Regions from separate parts of the Gasterosteus aculeatus genome. Here region 1 is linked to region 2. Evidence: chromatin contacts called from public Hi-C data. All regions are on one chromosome and are shown on one strand. The core of a region is the stretch at or near the end of the contact, and the rest is flanking DNA. Distances in the headings are between cores, read along the strand shown. Region 1 holds the start of cdkn1cb (cyclin dependent kinase inhibitor 1Cb). Region 2 overlaps ankrd26 (ankyrin repeat domain 26).

Region 1 (6,879 bases), core at 3,210-5,709, 58 kb after region 2:
CGCCTGGTGACTGTCTGACACAGTTGCAACTGAAAGCCAAACCTCACTACCACCAGGCTCACGTCACATGCCCGTCGAGCACATTTAGCATCAAGCTAATGGTAGCGACGACACCGTATCCGGTCTATTTTCTGCACAATAAAAGACGCCCTTAAAGTCGGACGTATAAATTACATTATTCTGGAATCACAACGTTTAGCTCAGAGGTTCAACATATGTTACTTTCCTTAGTTATGGTGTAAGGATCGCGTGACCCATCTGGCGGGTTTAGCTGAGGTTTAGCCGTTCAAACGATTTGGTTATGAGTAAATTCTGACGCTTCGGATACATACAAAATAACACCACAACCCTTTTGCAGTTTTATCGGCAACCTGCTAAAATATGTGAACAAAAGTCGTGTCATCCTGTTTTCGATAATGTGCACGTAGTCACTTCCGTTTAGCACACGCCTCATCAGTCGCCATAAACCACAATAATAATAAAAAGGTGTCACCACCGTTATGTCACTCTTAACCGATCCGAGTCCAAGATAAATATATATTCTGTACTCAAGCATTTTCACGACTTAATACTTTTACTAAACTGCATCGCAATAGAAATATGTTCACATTTTACTCATATATACCCTTGGCCTATTGGTGATTAGTTTTAAGTTGTACTTTCAATAACTGTTAATCAAACAGCGACTCTGCCACTGACGTCACTGTGATTGTGACAGAGTGCACGTGCTTTTCAGACACTGATTTGGGTTCTTCTTTGCTAAACGCTTTGGTTAACCCTTTGAGTTCATTTTATGTCTAATACCAGTTTGTGACATTTTGAAATGCATGTTTACACACATGATGTGCAGCTAAAAATCAGCAAGAGGCATGAAGGAGAGTATAGTATATCTTAAAAGTCTTATCTGAGCGAGAACATTAAAAGAGCTATTTTAACTAAACTACGTCAAAATGAGTTTAAAGAACTTGTCACAGGCATGTTTTTGCTAAAACATTAACCTACTGGATGATTGATTAAAAACTGTTGGGAAATGGACCAGCCGGTGTAAAAAATGCGGTTTAAAAGAGCGGTTGCCTTTTTACCGACAAAAGGAATTAAGGAAAATACCCCATGAATGATTTGTTTTTTTAAGGATACAACAATTTTCTTTTTTTCAAGAGGCTTTTTCAGTTCTACGTTAGTTGAACAATAAAAGAACAATAGTACGTTCTAAAAAAGAAGGTGATAGCAGCTGCCATTTATCAGAATATCTTTAAGGTTTAAAAAAAGAAAACCAAAAGGAGTCCACAAAGCCAGAGTGTATGGTAATAATACATCTAGAATGAAGCATGATTTTATATAAATCAAAGATAATACACAGTTCTTTATTAGTTCTTTGTTGCTGGCACTACACATGTTATTTTATGAAACATGCATCAAATCAACTCCTCTGATAACACATTGCTTTACATCCACAAACATGCATGTGGATTGAGCCATCATGGAGTCCGTCCTCTGCTCCTCCATCAGCGTCTGGTACAAAACCTGTTTGTGCCCCTTCCATCTGGCAGGAGGCTGAGGTCCATCAGGACTAAGACCTCCCGCCACACCAACAGTTTCTTCCCGTCGGCAGTCGGGCTCATCAACAGAGCCGGTCCCCCACTGACTGACTATAACACTCCACCGGTCACTCCCCTTCACACTGCACATGTCACTTTAACTGTAATTCATCACTGTCATTTTTCACTTTGTCGTCACTCGTCACTTTGTCACTTGTTCGATAGTGCACTTTATTTTTTAATATTTTGTAACTTTTTTAATATTTTTAATTTTTAACTTTAACTTTATTCCCTTGTTTTATACTAACCCATAGCCTTATTCTACTAACCCCATTGCATTAGCATTTCATTTTATTTTATTACTTGTGCACTGCTGTCTTGTTGTCTATTGTTACACTGTCTACTGTCACGCACCAACCGCCAAGACAAATTCCTTGTATGTTTGACATATTTTGGCAATAAATGTTTCCTGATTCCTGATTGATTCAGATCAGATATTTCAAATTTCCCTTTTAGATATTCTGTCTTTTTTTAATAAATGAGCCTCAAATGTCAATTCATCTGATGACATAATGCAACAATTGTGTATTTTCTATATTACATTACATGTCATTTAGCGGATGCTTTTATCCAAAGCGACGTACAATACGTGCATTCAACCATAGCTATAGCTGTTTGTTGGGAAAAGGGCTGTTTCTGTAAGGTCTAATGGGATTCCGAAACACATAATTGCTATAAACAGCAGCTAACTCGTTCAGGAAATCACTCAAGGGTTCAAAACGACGGCAACTTCAAGCGTGAGTGCAGCCTGCAGAGATAAGTGTTGTATAGGTGGAGCATGTGGTTGTGGGGTCAAATTACCATTCATCTTTCTTTTGAAGGCGGCCTGTGGTGATGCCCGCAGCCCATTTTTAAAATCAGAAGGATGAGTTTCTTCAGACGAGGTGGGAGGGGAGCCAGACAGGGGGAGGGGGGTGTCTTTTGTAGCAAACCGGGCTTAAGGGTAAAGGTAGGTTTTCTATGTGAATAAAAACATGTAGGTCATTAATGGAACGTTGCCTTCGGCCCCTGTCAGTCAAGTTGAGCCATGTGAGGTGTGTGTGTGTGGCTGTTTGGAGATAAAAGAATCATATTGCTGCATTTGTCAGAGAGAGGCAGGCCGGAGGACATCACTCTAGTTGACTGATTGTCCTCGTTGCCACAATGAAAGCTCTGGGATGAACCTCCCTTTGAACGATTAACTAATGCAGTCCTCCCTGCATTTTAATGGCCTTTAAAACATTAACTGATCACATCTGTTGGAGGGTGAGGAACAGAAGTCCTACTCCAACTTGTCAAAGTAAATGTGTGACCAGTTTGAATGTGTCTAATGAGATAATTTTCTCTTCAGGGATAGTGAGACAGAAGCACACTTGTGATCAGGCTCATTAATTCGGCTTCTGTAAATCAGCATGGGCTCTAATACACTTTGTTATTTACGAGGAATAATAATACCATCAAAGTCAGCACTGGAATTAATCGTTTGTGAGATACAATTTCTTCTCTCTGCACACTGCTTTAAAATCGGCTAATGGAAAAGGCCACATGTTAGTGAATACTTCTCACCACTAGAGGGAGCTAACGAACAACATCGAGATCACGGCCTATGGTCGAAAAAGACTGACTGTTTTGCTTTTATGGGTTATGATTGGGGTTAAAATGATGTATAATCACTAGGTGGGACGGCAATCATACTTCAACTCTTGAAAATTTGAACTATTTTGATCTCTTTCAAATATAACAAAAGATATTTCATGTTGATTCGAAAGATGTAAAAGGTGCCACGAGATGAGCTGCATGAATTCCAATATTACTACTCCCAAAAGTCTTTGTCCGTCCTAACCCAATATTATACGTGCAAATAATCAGGATACAATACAATCAATACAATATGACCCGATCTTGAGCACTTATATGTGTCCTCAGGTGCTGCCACACTTCACAGTGGATTCATCCGCAGCATCACTACAGCCGAATCACACGTCCAAGCCGTGAGCACCGAACGTCACGTGGGTGAAAGAACCTCCCGAACCAACGAGTGAACGAACCATTAAGGCACTCTGCTGCAAACAATGCCATCCTAATGCCCCCCTCCACGGGGGGTCTTGCACTTTACAATTACGTGACTTTGTTAACTCTCACATGTCCAATGTGACAGCGTGGTGTCACGAGAAGGTGTCCTGTAAACAGCACGCTCCTGCTGATGCGTTTGCACGTTCAACCAGCTCGTGGTGCAGTACCGGCTTCGAGCCACTAGAGGTCACTGGGCGCGTCCTGATCTGAAGACACTGATGGTTATGGTTATGATTGTAATGGATGTAATGTACAGCAGGCCTATTTAACGAAATCCATATTGTTGCATGAATAACACCGAATACTCGGTGCGGCTGAACAATAGTCACACATAATAAGGGTGTGATCCGATACAAACCCGAGGAGCTCGCAGTGACATTATGATGGGTGAGGAAATAGTGTGTGCTGGGGGGCAATACTAGACACAGAATGAAACCAGCGAGATTCATTTTGCTTTTAAAAAGTTGTTTCTTTTCTATGAGCATTTTACATGGTTGCGATTTGAAAAGTGGTTAAAAAATATACCGTTAAGTTAATGAAACGTAAGACGATCGATCCCCGTTAGTCCATTATCGATCGCACAATACGGTGGCAATAGTGCGGAAAAAGGAGGAAAATAAAGTCCGATAATCGATACACAACCAGCAGCTGCTAGTGTAAGAAATTGATCCCCCAGAAATTGACGTTTGACGCAGACATCGAGTCCGCTCAGAGGTTCGACTCTCTGGGAGGAAAAAGCAACCTGCTCCGCTCGGCGCACAGCCAAGTGGGCACCAGGGGCCGATGGGAAATCAGGGTGGGGGGACTGCGGGCTTCGTTCGGGGGGGTTGGGCTTCAGGTCACCAATGGGAGGTGGCTTCGCTGCCTGAGGGGTCTTCGGTAGGTTATATACTCCCACGTCCGTACCGAGAAGGTACATTTAAACCGAGTCCTGTAGCGGAGACGAGAGTGGAGGAACAGAGACACAACAAAAGCACAACAGCTGACACGACGGGGCTCGATCAGCTAAAAAGGGGGCATCTTCATCTGTGTATTTTTGGCTTTGGTTTGCAAGATCTTGGAGATGTCCAACGTCCAGTTGTCGGGCAGCGTGCAGGAGAGGCTGGTGGCCCGCAGGACCTTCCCTCTCCACAGGCGCACGACCGTCTGCCGCAACCTCTTCGGACCGGTGGATCACGAAGAGCTGAGCCGTGAGATGAAAGACAAAATGCGGGAGATTTCCGAACGGGACCAACAGAGATGGAACTTTAATTTCGAGGCCAACACCCCGCTGGTGGGGGATTACGAGTGGGAAGAGGTGCCCGTGGATACCAGCCCGGGGTTTTATCAGGACTCTGTACAGAACGAAAGGAGCAAGGTAGCCGAGACGCCCGTTACGCGGAGGCCCTCGGCGGACTCTGTCCTCCCGGAGGCCCCTGACATGGATGTACTGGAGCGCTTGGCCGTGCCCGAGAGCAGCGGCGCTCCGTGCCCGGGTGAGGTTAACCAGGAGAACCGCACAGACACGCTCAACTCCGGGAGGCCAGCGCAGAGACACGTCCCGTGTGTGAGACGCAAGAGAGCGGCCGCTACTGACAACAACACACACATCACAGGTAAAAGAACACGCGACCCCTTCAGAAACCTCCCGTGTGCGCTCCTGGCTGGGCTCAGTGTCCAAAGCTCCCTCCTGTGTATTAACTGTATCTCTTCGTTTCCCGCAGACTTCTTCGTCAAGCGAAAGAGGGCTGCCGATAAAAAACCCAATGATACAAGCGCGTGCCACCTCTCCAAGTCTCCGATCCCAGTGGAACAAACCCCACGGAAGAGGATCCGTTGAAGGTGAGACGATTCACCGTATTTTGTCAACCGTTTCCAGTCCTTAAATCTGCGACACTTCTTCTTCCTTAGATGCTCGTTCGTTATTAAAAGTCACCTTTAAGCACGCGCTTATCTTATCATTTGTTTGCGTTAATTGGAATTGATTACGTGAGGCAAAAACAGTGCAGGAAGGCAGGCGGTGTTATCTGGGGGGCGGGGGCGGTGGCGAAATCGCAGTAGTAGTGATAGTAGTAGCTGTAGTAAGACCAGTGGGTGGGGGAGGGGGACGTGCGTCACGATGTGGCGGGAAAGGGCTGCGCGTAAAGGGCGACGCCCGCCGCTGAGGTCACATCTCGGGTTTCCTCGGAAAGCTGCGCCGCGTCTTTCTTCTCCGGAGCGACTGTTTCTAGAAAGGAAACATGAAACCAAACTGACCGTGTTTCTACTCTTTTCCTCAGGTGCCTCTATTTTTATTTTATTTTTTGCACTATATACCATTTTTTTACGAGGATCAAGACGGGGATGTTTCTCCCTGCTTCTTCCACGCCAGAGAGCAGGAGGAGGAGGAGGAGGAGGGAGAGGCGGTGCGGGAGAAGTAAGGCCGACCGGCCGGTGTCTCCGGCTCGGTGCGCCGCCCGGAGCACTCGGACCGGACTCTCAGGACTGACACGGTTTGGGGAGGAAGGGGAGAGGAGAGAGAGGACATGTTTGACTTCTATCCAGTACAAATGTAGCATCCATTGTTGCTTTGCATACAGCCACTCGACAGTGTTAATGTTTTAACATCTGTGCAATCCTAAATTACTTTAAAATAATTGTCTACACTGGCCAAAAGTGTAAAGCTTTATAGAGACAATAATTGTTTATTTCTGTTCTGTTTTTCTATGTATATTTTAAGTCTATTCTAACTTATAATTTATTTATGTTTCTTTACGTTTGCTAAATGCCTTGTTGATTTAGCCAAAGGGCAGGTTTTTATTTTATCATTTCCATTTCGTGTTGTTGTGATGTTTTGCAATCATGTAGCTTAGTAGTCAACACTTGAAAAACCAATTTTTTGTGTGTTTCTGAGCCGTTTTTTGTGTTTGCATACAAGTGGCCTAATTCTGTCTGTAAAAGAGGAGAATAAAACAATGTTCACTGCAACTTGAAGCCGATTTGTTGGTCTCTCTCTCTCTCTGAAACCAGTGAGTCCAATCACACTTGACTTGTGTGTTTTTGTTGATTTGATCCGTAAACACGAATCACTTCAAAATGATTTCTTTGTATATGACACAAGACAAACGCCTCGCACCCCGCGGGCGCAGACGTTCGAGGCTCCCGTTGAGGAGGAGGGTGAGGGATGGTTGGGGGGGGGGGGCGCAGGTACATCACTTTTCATCGAGCTTTGCCCCCTATCTGTCTGCCCCCGTGGCTCATGTACCTGACG
Region 2 (6,150 bases), core at 3,378-5,877:
GTGAAGCAGGCGGAGCTCTCCATGGCAGCTCACACGGACCTGGAGCGAGTTCTGCTCCGGGAGAAGGAGGAACACCAGCGTTTTAAAGACCGAATCACAGGTCAGTGGTGGGAGGAATAGATGGACAGCTCCAAGGTGAATTGTATAATATATAATATAATAAGAATTTGATATAATCCGGGAGCTTGTCTGTGACGCCCTTTTTCGGACAGGTGAAGCAGCCAGTCAACGCGAGGCGATCACCAGCTTGTCCCAGAAGCTGGCCAGGGCGGAGTCTGGTGCCAACAGCATGGAAAATGAGGTTCATCGGGCCACACTGCAGCTGACAGAGAAAAGCCTCTTGCTGGAGGTCCTGCAGCGGGAGAAGGACCAGGGGGCTGCACGTATCAAGGAGCTGGAGTCGGCCCTGCAGTCCGAGAGGGAGCAGATTGGCCGCGTCGGGGCGCGCCAGGAGGCTGCGCAGGAGCGGCTGGCACAAACCCAGAGCGAGGGCATGCTGCTGCGGCAACAGCTCGAGGAGGCCCAAAACAAAGGCGTCGCAAAAGAGCGTGCTGTGACGGACGCCCAAGAGCGCTTCAGCGACATCCTGGCCCAGCTGCGCTCGGACAGCGAAGAGCGAGTACAACTAGTGGAGGAGAGGAGTAAGGAGCTCGCCAGTAAGGCCGCCGATCTCCGAGATCAAATCTACAGATTAGAGGAAGAGAAGAACGAAAGAGAGGTGAGAGGAGGACTCTGGAATAAGAGGGTTACCTGATGTTTTCGCCCACATGCCAGTTGGGGATCTCCCCTCTAATCAATGATTTCTTGGGAATGTGTCTGAGCACAGACTAGTCTGAGGCAGCTGCAGCAGGAGCTGGCTGACTCACTCAAGAAGCTGTCAATGAGTGAGGCTTCCCTGGAGGTCAACACCCGCTATCGCAACGACCTGGAGGAGGAGAAGGCCCGTCTATTTAAAGACTTGGACAGGGTCAAAGGAAAGGTAAGAGGAGGGAACGCTGACACCTTTAGGCAGCATGTTACAGCATACACACTAGTGATTCCGGCTGTGTTAATGATACAAACAATTTAGGCTGCGCTGAAATTTGAAGGTATTACATCGTTTTTGAAGGTAAATCCTCTTTGCGCGATGCTGATGAGGTTGATGCGTTGTCCCTATCATGTAGCTAGAGGAAAGCGAAGACCAGTATGTGCAAGCCGAGAAACGTATCAACTGTCTGAAGAACGTTCTGGATGAGAAAGAAAAGGAACTCGCCGCTGCTGCTCAGAGACACCAGGCGGCGCTGTCTGCCTCGGCAGCTTCTGAGATCACCATCAAACAGCTGGAGGAGGCCATGCAACAGTATGTAATAACACATTATGTACACATGCACTTGGATTACAGTTTGATCACGTTATATTCAATTCAATTAATTTTATTATGTAGAGCCCAAAATCGCAAATTACAAATTAGCCTCAGAGGGCTTTACAGTCTGTACACATACGACATCCTCTGTCCAGAAACCCTCCATCGGCACAGGAAACACTCCCCAAAAAACGAAAAAACTCTTCCATAAGGGAAGAAACCTTAGGGAGAACGTCAGAGGAGGATCCGTCTCCTGATGGACAGACTACAATGACGTCATGTGTACAGAATGAACAATGTATAATACATGAGACTATATGACAGAATGATTCAAGTAACTGTGAGTAGTAAACCAGACGCACAGCAGGACCACTGCAGGGACCACCACCATCGGATAGAACCACCATCACATAGAACCACCATCAGATAGAACCACCATCAGATAGAACCGCCATCAGATAGAACCGCCATCAGATAGAACCGCCATCAGATAGAACCGCCATCAGATAGAACGACCATCAGATAGAACCACCATCAGATAGAACCCCCATCAGATAGAACCCCCATCAGATAGAACCGCCATCAGATAGAACCGCCATCACATAAAACCACCATCACATAGAACCACCATCAAATAGAACCACCATCAGATAGAACCACCATCAGATAGAACCACCATCACATAGAACCACCATCCACAGAAGCCTGTGGGGAGGGAGAGCACAGAGACTTTAGCAGAGGGTAATGTTGGTTTACGAGTACAGTAATATGATTAATATCTAAAATAATAATGATGGTGATGATGGCAGCAGCAGGCGTCAGCAGGGCCACGGCAGGTGTCAGGAATATATATTCCCTTTAATGATTCTTTTATTGTCATGCACGAGTCTAGCATTTTTCCGGATACCGTTTGTGAGTATTTGTGATGTGAAATCAGGCTGGAGATAGAGAACGCCAGGCTGGAAGCTGCTGCAAAGCAACAGTCCAACAAAATTGAGACACTTCAGAAAGGGGCCCAGGAGTCTGCAATGGTGAGTGTTGTAAACGTAATCCAATTAGGTTATCTACTTATTACAAATACAATACCTAAGGATTGTGATACACAGAGAAAAACGTTGTCTTATAAATAGCTGACTTTTACGTAGTGAAGTCATTTTAAGGTATTCAATCTTTTTCCAGCTATCTGACTGTGCACCTGGAGGAGGGGTTTGTATTGTGGATGTAGGCTTAGTTCTTCTCTGTGTGGGTTTACCTCTGTTTTTCACCGTATAAATCGCCTCTAATCAAGATTAAATGTACTTGGGCGTTTGCACAAGCTCCTAGTCCAGAAATCAAACGTGCAGAGAAAGTAAAAGCTTTGTGTCGGTTTGGGGTTTTCTCTCTTTGGCCTCGTCTTGCTATGTGGGGTCTCTCACTCCTTTTTGTCTCAAGCTGCATGATGGATGTTACTTCCTTTAGTGTTCTTTCAAGTTTCCAAAATGATTAACAAAAAACAAGTTCAGCATGTTCAGCTATGTTTGAATAATTTTCTTATTGCTGTAGGTTAGAGGTCATTTGGAGGACTTGGTTTCAAACCTCCAAAGCAACAAGATGAATTTGGAAGACCAACTCACTCGCGAGGTCTGTGGCATATTTTGTTTCCTCACTAACAGTCTTCAGCCTAGATTTTGATGTCTTACTTTTCATCTTGTTTTCTAGTCTAAAACCTTTATATTTGAGTATCCTGCCAAATGAGGAATGGACGCTGATAAAATGAACAGTCACACATTTCCCCTTCACCAAAGAGTTGATAATCTAACTTTTTTACAGGGTGTTGTTTGCAAAGATATTTAAAATACAACCACATTTACACATGTAATCAAATGGTAGACATAAGAAAATAAGCATTGCTCAAAACTGTTGTGATTGTGACTGTGACTGTTGAAGAAGAGCAGTGTAAAGCAATATAATCTTTGATAAGCCCTTATTTTGAAATTCCTATGGGAAGTCTGCCCATTTCTGTCCAGGCGCACCTCCTTCCTACAGGGCCCTGAACAAAATTGTCAAATCGAATTGTAGTTGATTTTGGTTGTTGATACAAATGTCGATGGTTGTGTCATATCAGATCAAAACCCCCTGAAAAGAATCTACTTTATACAATTTTTTTCTATATCAGCAAAAAATATATAGTTGTCCAACGAAACTTATGATTTACACCCGAACCCTTTCTGGGAAATCAGAACCAAGTGAAAGTTTTCACTCAATTTTCACCTGGGTCTTTCTCGTTCTCAGGTCCAGAAGCGAGGGACGCTGTCTCACACGGCCCAGGACTCTCAGGCGCTGTGGGAGGAGGAGCTGAAGAGCCGCTCTAAGTTAGGACTGCGACTGGCGGAGCTTGAAAAGGAAAAGGGAGACCTAAGCACCCAGGTGATCATAATGAGGCTAGTGTTTTATTCAATGTCAATGTCAACTTTATTTATATAGAACTTTTAAAGGCCAATGGCCAAAGTGCTTTACAGGATCAAATAATCAGCAGCAATAAACAATACGAGCAAAAGTAGAACAACAAACAAGCAAAAACAGTAAAACAGTGAAAGGCAAACAGATAAAAGATCCAATACAGGTGACTTAACTCAGCCAAAGGTAAACCAGTGGGTCTTAAGGCGAGTTTTAAAAGTAGAAAGGCTCGTTGCAGAACGCACAGAAAACGGCAAAGCGTTCCACAGTCTGGGAGCCGCTACTGCGAAGGCTCCATCTCCTTCCGTTTTGAGGAACGACCCAGGAACGTTCAGAACCAACTAGTCAGCTGACCTCAGGGCTCTGGAGGGTTGATGCACATTAATATGGCTGGATAAATATTCTGGGAGCAGTCTATGCAGAGACTTAAAAACTAATAAAATATTCTTAAAATCAATTCTGAACCTAACCGGAAACCAGTGGAGAGAGGAAAGCACTTTCCCTCCTGATGGTACAATTAGCCGTGGTTTGGCTGTCAAGACTTGTTGCCTTGTTGTGTTTCAGATGGAAATAGAAAAGAAGAAAGCCAAGAAAATAGCGGAGCAGAAGAAGGCTGTAGACATCCGGCTGGATCAGGAGATGAATAGAAACACAGACCTTCAAAAAGAAATGTACAGGTGACTCCTAGCCTCCTCCTCCTCCTCCTCCTCCTCCTCACCCACGGCAGCACCCCCCCCCCCCCCCCCTCCTACTATTGAGACCCACCTACCATCCAGTAGTGTGCACCCTTGCCCGGCTTCTGTGGTGAACCAATGTGCAACTGTTGTAAGGGTCTCAGTTGTGTCTAACTGTACTCATCGATGCAGAACAAGTCCCTGGAGTCTGTTTGTCTGGTATTTGTGTGCTAATGTAACAGATGTGTTCAGGCATGCGATTGAAATGACTCCAAGGAGGGATTTTTCTTGTTTATTGCCACGTGCACGGGGAACAGACAGATAACTTGCTCTCTCTGCACCGCTCATGTGTCTCCCAACACTGTTGTTTAACCACAAACAAAACCATACAGTCCATTCACCATAATGATTCTCATACATCCCAAACATTACAGCGACATTATCACCACACGACTTACCTTCACAAACAAAACGCCATTGTGGCGGTAAGACGGGGCCACAGCAAAAAGGGGATGCGGCATATTCAGAGGGGGAAATATAACAAATATGAAAACACCTCCATAAAAATAAAATTCACACACATCTAAAGGAATTAATTATTAACAAACCGACATCTGAAAACACAAACCGAAAAGATAATCTACATTTCTAACTCAACTACTACTACGCTACTGTGTTGTGTGGGTTATTCTTTGACGTTCCTTATTCTGAGATTTTCTTTTTTAGTTTTTTTGTATCAGATATTTTCACCGTTGGTATATATGAGTTACATTTAGTCAAAACTGGTTGCAACTACGTTTAGTAGGTGAATAATTAAACAGTTTGGAATCATGGTTAAACTGCATATTTTGAGTTAAGTTGACATTGAGAAATGCATGCATATTCTCAACTTTTTCAATTTTTGGTTGAAAAGATAGGTTTGTAATAGTTACTCACAGTTTTTTTTAATTTAATTCTAGTATTTGTGAATTTGTTATAGGTTTCGTACTTTATTGAAGACTGCAAAGAAGAAGTTGCGGGATCAGGAAACCGGTGGAGCGGAGTACGGCTCTCCTATCAGCGGCCTACAGACGGACCAAGGCCGGCAGGGCCAGGCCGAGGGGGCCTTCGGACTAATGAAAGAAAGGGTCCGTCCGTGTGGTGAACCACTGCGATTTGGGTGTTGTAGTGGAAGATTTTTTCGTGCAATCAGGAATCAGTTCTGAAGTCTCTTGTGGAGGCAGGCAAGGAGGTCCCAGACCCAAAGGGAGACTCAAGGTGCCTACAACAGATGTTTGATTAGATTTAGGACGATGGCTGGAGACGTTCACACCTTCTCCTTCCTCCACGCAGCCGTGTTATGCAAATGCAAGACAAATGGGACCAAAGAGAAGAGGTGCTCTGAGATTCTTCTGCTCAGATGGTTCCCACACAGCTGGTGTCATGAAACGTCCTCAGAATTAAACTCATGATTAGCTTTAGACATTAATCTAATAAAATATGATGGCATCATTATTATTTTATTATTATTATTCATTATTTTTCATGTCACCAGCTGGACGATCTGCAGCTGCAGCTGAAGAAGGAAGGCTCCCGTCGCAGCCAGCTGGAGAAGGCGAACAGCGACCTCACGGACCAGCTGGCCTCCCTGAAGAGCTTGAGCTGCAGTAATGACCAACTGGAGAGGAGCAGGAGGCAGCTGGAGGAGGAAGTACTGGA

The links. Hi-C and Micro-C count contacts between places; a contact is called where the count stands out from the background.
Region 1: a contact with region 2 is called in a Hi-C map of skeletal muscle, with 5 times the contacts expected there. The contact joins the promoter of cdkn1cb here to the enhancer-like site in region 2. A contact is called at or near these places in 2 of 6 Hi-C or Micro-C datasets (both in skeletal muscle).

What each region holds. Positions count from the first base shown.
Region 1 is chrX:21,441,387-21,448,265 of fGasAcu3.hap1.1, forward strand. cdkn1cb (cyclin dependent kinase inhibitor 1Cb) reads left to right here and starts at 4,460. Exons shown (of 3, transcript XM_040163668.2): 1 at 4,460-5,245; 2 at 5,354-5,471; 3 at 5,909-6,602. The coding sequence starts at 4,714. The coding sequence ends at 5,469. It overlaps ptdss2 (phosphatidylserine synthase 2), which reads right to left and starts at 716. Exons shown (of 13, transcript XM_040162904.2): 1 at 1-716.
Region 2 is chrX:21,383,019-21,389,168 of fGasAcu3.hap1.1, forward strand. ankrd26 (ankyrin repeat domain 26) reads left to right here. Exons shown (of 41, transcript XM_078082942.1): 28 at 1-100; 29 at 213-718; 30 at 827-979; 31 at 1,164-1,339; 32 at 2,280-2,373; 33 at 2,885-2,962; 34 at 3,614-3,748; 35 at 4,343-4,455; 36 at 5,432-5,579; 37 at 5,987-6,150. Among protein-coding and RNA genes, the nearest start is that of LOC120808869, 17 kb to the right of the region's middle. Within about 2 kb of position 4,628, at least 2 of the 9 cell types and tissues checked have open chromatin away from gene starts, as enhancers often do.